Regions from separate parts of the Mus musculus genome. Here region 2 is linked to region 1. The links are chromatin contacts, called in public ChIA-PET maps. All regions are on one chromosome and are shown on one strand. The core of a region is the stretch at or near the end of the contact, and the rest is flanking DNA. Distances in the headings are between cores, read along the strand shown.

The links. ChIA-PET counts read pairs in DNA pulled down with a chosen protein or histone mark.
Region 2: a contact with region 1 is called in an RNA polymerase II ChIA-PET map of memory CD8 T cells, with 9 read pairs. The contact joins the enhancer-like site here to the promoter of Lpcat4 in region 1. A contact is called at or near these places in 7 of 39 promoter capture datasets (the C10 cell line, the HPC-7 cell line, embryonic stem cells and 4 more), 1 of 15 datasets of contacts at CTCF or cohesin (embryonic stem cells), 3 of 115 datasets of contacts at active chromatin or transcription factors (embryonic stem cells and memory CD8 T cells) and 2 of 9 other capture datasets (adipose tissue and liver).

Annotation. Positions count from the first base shown.
Region 1 is chr2:112,238,573-112,241,272 of GRCm38.p6, reverse strand. Lpcat4 (lysophosphatidylcholine acyltransferase 4) reads right to left here and starts at 1,432. Exons shown (of 14, transcript NM_207206.2): 1 at 1,216-1,432. The coding sequence starts at 1,329. Gm52523 reads left to right here and starts at 1,210. Exons shown (of 2, transcript XM_030252294.1): 1 at 1,210-2,028. The coding sequence starts at 1,328.
Region 2 is chr2:112,508,934-112,511,633 of GRCm38.p6, reverse strand. All of the region lies in intron 1 of Aven (apoptosis, caspase activation inhibitor), which reads right to left. It also overlaps a transcript of Chrm5 not described here. Among named protein-coding and RNA genes, the nearest start is that of Gm22676, 9.4 kb to the right of the region's middle. Within about 2 kb of position 1,268, at least 39 of the 459 cell types and tissues checked have an H3K27ac peak or open chromatin away from gene starts, as enhancers often do. A contact at or near this core is called in memory CD8 T cells, where this site is marked.

The sequences.
Region 1 (2,700 bases), core at 183-2,682:
ATACCATTAGGTGCCTTGTTTTCTTACTCTCAGGTGACCCCCTCCCCCTACAAAGGTTACTGTCATAACGCATCTGATACTTGGAATGGATGTTAGGATTTAATGGACTGGGAGTGGGTGGCCCAAGCATTTAATCCCAGCACTCAGGAGGTAGAGTCTGGTGGATCTCTGTGAGTTCCAGGCCAGTCTTCTCTACAGAACAAGTTCTAGGACAGCCAGGGCTACACAGGGCAATACCTCCCCACCCCCAAAAGAAAAAAAGAAAAGAGGATTTAATGAGAAAATGCAGGGAAGGTGTCCAGCACTGTGTTTGATGTAGGTTAGAGACAGTTCTTCCCAACATCCCATCCCATTCCATAAATAGCTCCTATGTCAAACAAACCCTGTGCAGGGCTTTCAACACTTTGGGCCCAAGGAGCAGATGGCTGGAAACACAGAGATCCACTTTTCAAACCTCGGGTCAATCAATCCCTAGCCTAGTACTGCAGAACAGCAATCCTTCGGTAACACTCAGCCCTATTCCGCAAGGTAAGGGTTGCCAAGTGCCAGGGTGACTCCAGAGGCTTCCTTAGGATTGAGCAGGTAAATAAACCTAGCCCCCGGGGGCCGACCTCACGGGAGGTGATCACAACAGAAACCTTGGACACTTCCTCCCCACACCACCTCCTGGCTACCCTAGGGTGGTGCGTCCCTCTACTTCCTGTAGCTAACCCACCTCCCAGCCTCCCTGCCCCCACCAGTAGGTGCTGCAGTGACACGGGGGGGGGGGGGTGGTGGTGGCGGAAAGAGGAGGTGTTGGAAGGGCACAAGGACGCAGTCTCTGGGTCCAAACCGTTTAAGTCGAAGCCCCGATCGCTGAGCACGCCCCTGCCCCCACCCTGGGCTTTCCGTAGCCTTCAGCTCCATCCTAGCCCGTCAACCTCCGTAGGATGTAATCCGCATTCCCCAGTGCCCTCCATCTCTCCTATCCTTGGGTCTCCTTCAGTGCTCCCTCTCCCACTCATTTCTTCCTCACTTGTGAGCTCGTCTATCGCCTAAGCTGGAGTCCTCACCAAGGCTCCTCGCCTACCCACCCCCAGCCGCCCCCACGTGCGCGCCCCCTAACTCCCTCCCCACAAGCTTCTCATCCACCTCCTCTGGCACCCCCTTGCCCATCTCATCACTGGGTCTCTCCATTCCAACCAGTCTTCCACACGTCCCCTGCCCACACCTTACCTTAACCCTCTGGAGGCCGGAGAGGTGTAACTCATGCACGAACGGGTTTGGGGACGCAGAGGACCCAGAGGTGGGATCCAGGGGGGCCCAGGCCCCAGGACTTCCCTGGCTCATGGTGGGAGAAGGTCGAGCGAGGGCCGCGACCCCCCGCTCCCGGCCCGGGCCCCGCTCCCGGTCCGGCTCTGCAGAGCAGCGCGGCTCGTGCGGCACTGGCAGCGGCGGCGCTCTGGTCCCAGCCCCGCCTGGTGCCGGCCGAGGGGCGGAGAGCGGCGGCGCCGCCCGGGCCGCTCGCGTTGTCAGGGCGCCGGCCGCGGGGCGGGGCTTGCGGCTCTCCGGCGTCCCCGTTCAGCCGCGTTCTCCGCGGCCCCTCGCGCCATTCGGAGCGTGGCGCCCCGAGGACCTGGCTGCCCCTTTCCCAGGGTCTCCGGCTGGAAGCGGGGCAGAGAGGTGGGCGCGTAGGGGAGCGCCCTGGTCACTTTCCGGATGCTGTGGCCACCCTGCGAGCGCAGACGGGGTGGAGCCCTGTGTCAGGGCAGGTTGCCGAGGCCGGCAGCTGCGGAAGGAGGCTGGGCGCCCCTGGTCCCGCCGCTCCTCGGCCCCACTTTCCCCATCTCCGGGGCGGACCACCGCTTTCCTTCCCGGTCGGCGTGCCGCCATAATGGAGCCCGCGCCCTCTCGCGGCCGTACTGCGCGTCGCAGCTCTTGGCGTCCGAGCGTGCCGGGCTGCGTGGACCACCGTCACCCGCGCGCTTGCATCCCTCGATTCTTAGCGGGTGTACGTCCCCCAGTACGGCAAAGCCCGGCTCGGGAGAGGTAGCAATCTTAGCTTCTCTACTGGTCTCCCTGTGGAATATGGAGGTCACCTAAGTTCCTGTCACCTGCAAAACCCTAATGCTCTAAAAACACACTGTACTACAGCCTAACTGATGGGGCACTGGGGAATTGAGTGGACTTTGAAACCCATAGCTGCTAACACTATCAAATATGTAGTGCACAGGGAAGGAGGTAAGAGTCGTTATTTATGAAAATAAGCTGAGTTCAATTCACCTTGTCTTCCTTCTCTTACTGAAAGGTAAAAACTGAATGGGTGTTGAAGCAAGAAAACGAGGGAAAGAGCTAAGGATGTTTGCCCCCCCCCCCCATACCCTCCCCTCTCTCTTTTATTTTGTTTTTCGAGACAAATTGAGTTGTTCGTTAACTTGGGATATTTTCGGAGCCCAGGATGAAAGTGACGAGGACGTGTAGGTCATAGGACAACTTGCAGGGATGTTCTCTTTTTCTACTTTCTGGGTCTCAAGAATCGAACTCAGGTCATCAGATTTGTTGGCAGTGGCAAACAACTCTATGGGACACTCTATGGGACGGGTCATCCTACAAATCTGATTTGAGAATTTTAAGAAATAAAATCCAGGAGATAGGAGCGGGAGAAAGAGGACATTGCGGGGGGTGGGGGTGGGGTGGGGTGGGGTGGGGTTAGGTAGGGAG
Region 2 (2,700 bases), core at 19-2,518, 270 kb before region 1:
TGCCCAAAACCTAGGATACCCAAGATATAAGATACAATTTCCTAAACACATGAAACTCAAGAAAAATGAAGACTGAAGTGTGGACACTATGCCCCTCCTTAGAAGTGGGAACAAAACACCCTTGGAAGGAGTTACAGAGACAAAGTTTGGAGCTGAGATGAAAGGATGGACCATGTAGAGACTGCCATATCCAGGGATCCACCCCATAATCAGCATCCAAACGCTGACACCATTGCATACACTAGCAAGATTTTATCAAAAGGACCCAGATGTAGCTGTCTCTTATGAGACTATGCCGGGGCCTAGCAAACACAGAAGTGGATGCTCACAGTCAGCTATTGGATGGATCACAGGGCTCCCAATGGAGGAGCTAGAGAAAGTACCCAAGGAGCTAAAGGGATCTGCAACCCTATAGGTGGAACAACATTATGAACTAACCAGTACCCCGGAGCTCTTGACTCTAGCTGCATATGTATCAAAAGATGGCCTAGTCGGCCATCACTGGAAAGAGAGGCCCATTGGACACGCAAACTTTATATGCCCCAGTACAGGGGAACGCCAGGGCCAAAAAGGGGGAGTGGGCGGGTAGGGGAGTGGGGGTGGGTGGGTATGGGGGACTTTTGGTATAGCATTGGAAATGTAAATGAGCTAAATACCTAATAAAAATGGAAAAAAAAAAAAGAAAAAAAAAAAGGAGTTTATGGGCAGCACCAATTGGACTCAATAGATTACTGGGGTTGAGGGGAGAACAGGGAGGTGGGGGAGGATCTGGAAGGGGTCAGGGTCAAATTTAAGGGATGAATATGATCAAAACACATTATGTGAAATTCTCAAAAAATCAACTAAAGTATTTTTAAAGCACTTTACTAACACAGAAATGTAGAAGATGATGAAGATGAAAATTAAGATAAAATTTAAAACCCACATTTAGGCTACTTGTATAGTACACACAAGGACCTACATTCAAAGTCCCAAGTACCACCTAGAAAAACCCCTTTCATCACCTAGAGAGTACCAAAGGACACATATTCCCAGTTCATTCCTCTATTATATTAATACATTTTATTTTTTGGTAACCAATTTTATTAAGTCAGCATGTCTACCTTTCCATTTCAATACATTTCATTTTCTATGTCTCACACACACACACACACACACACACACACACACATACACACACACTCACACACTGTTGAAAGGGCTGGTCCTGTTCTGTTTCTGAGAAAATCTTATCATGAAGCTCAGGCTCTCAGATTCAGATGTTTCAGCCCGCCCTCCCCCCACCCCCCAGCACTGAGGTCACAGGCATATGCCACCACGCCCAAACCACACAGACTACTTCTAGACCCACGCCCTCCAAAACAAACTCCTTTAAAGCTTATTTCTTACAGCAAGTTCCCAATGGGTTCTACCTGCCCCTTACCCTACATCATTAGAAGCTACCAGCACACGCTTTCTTTATATTGTGTCAATTTATTGACAAGGCCTGGCCTGGGAGCATGCAGAAGAGTCCATCTTCTGTCTGGCTTTTTCCTTGCTTTTCTTAAATTACTTATAGATTTGTTTTTAATTTCCAATGTTGCTTAATGCTCAGTCAAATAGGTCTTGACTAAAATATACTGTATGTGGTCACCTGAACATAGTTACAACACATCAGTTGACAGACAGACAAAAGGAAACCCCAGCACAACTAACAATGTGAACTGACAGAGGGCTGAGTGGCGGGTCTGCCCACTCACAGTACAGATATGACCCCATTTCTATTTAGGACATTTCTGCAACTTTACTTTGGTCATCAACCATTCACCCAACAAATTTCATATTAGTCAATAATTCTCACCTAAATGAAACTGCATAAAGTTTCCTAAAAGGATGGACTAAATAGGCCTTCCAAGATCTCTTTCAGCCCTCAAATATCATAAGTCTCACTATAAAAACAAGAAAATTCGAAAAAATAATAATAATTAGAGGCAGGTGGATTTCTGAGTTCGAGGCCAGCCTGGTCTACAAAGTGAGTTCCAGGACAGCCAGGGCTATACAGAGAAACTCTGTCTCGAAAAACAAAAACAAAAAGAAAAACAAAAAAAAGAAAATGGCCATTTATATCAAAATCTAGAGATTACAAAATGTGGCCTGAAGCCTAGAGGCTGCCATCTCTATAAACTTCTGAAGGCCCAAAGATGCTGGCTGAGTTAAGTTATTTAGTGAGTGAGATCTGCTAATGAGTGACTAATACCAGAGACTGATGAGGGCTTGGGGGCTAGAACGAGCACTCAAAGTGTGAGCAGGGTTAGCGTGGGAAAGCCTAATATTCTTTTATTGTCCCATGGAGTAAGTTCATAGAAGCTTCTCCAGTTAGCTTGAAATCTCTAAGCAGCTAAAGCACAAGGTAAAATGTATACCTGAGCAAGATAATGATTCTGATATAAAACACAACTGTGACCTGAGAGCCTGCTGCTGCAGTAAAACCAACAGTGAAATGAAAGGCAGGAGACCTGGGGAGAACCGAGGACCCTGCAATTGCCACTATTCCAGAGTCCCTGAGCATTCATAACAGACTAGCCGCCTGCAGACGAACGACTCCCTGACCCCAAATTAGAGGTGCACCAAACTAGTATCTCATTGCTCCGACTCAAATGCAAGGGCCACAGGAGCCCCCATCAGAGGAGAGTAGAAAGAAGGATAATACATAGGAGACAT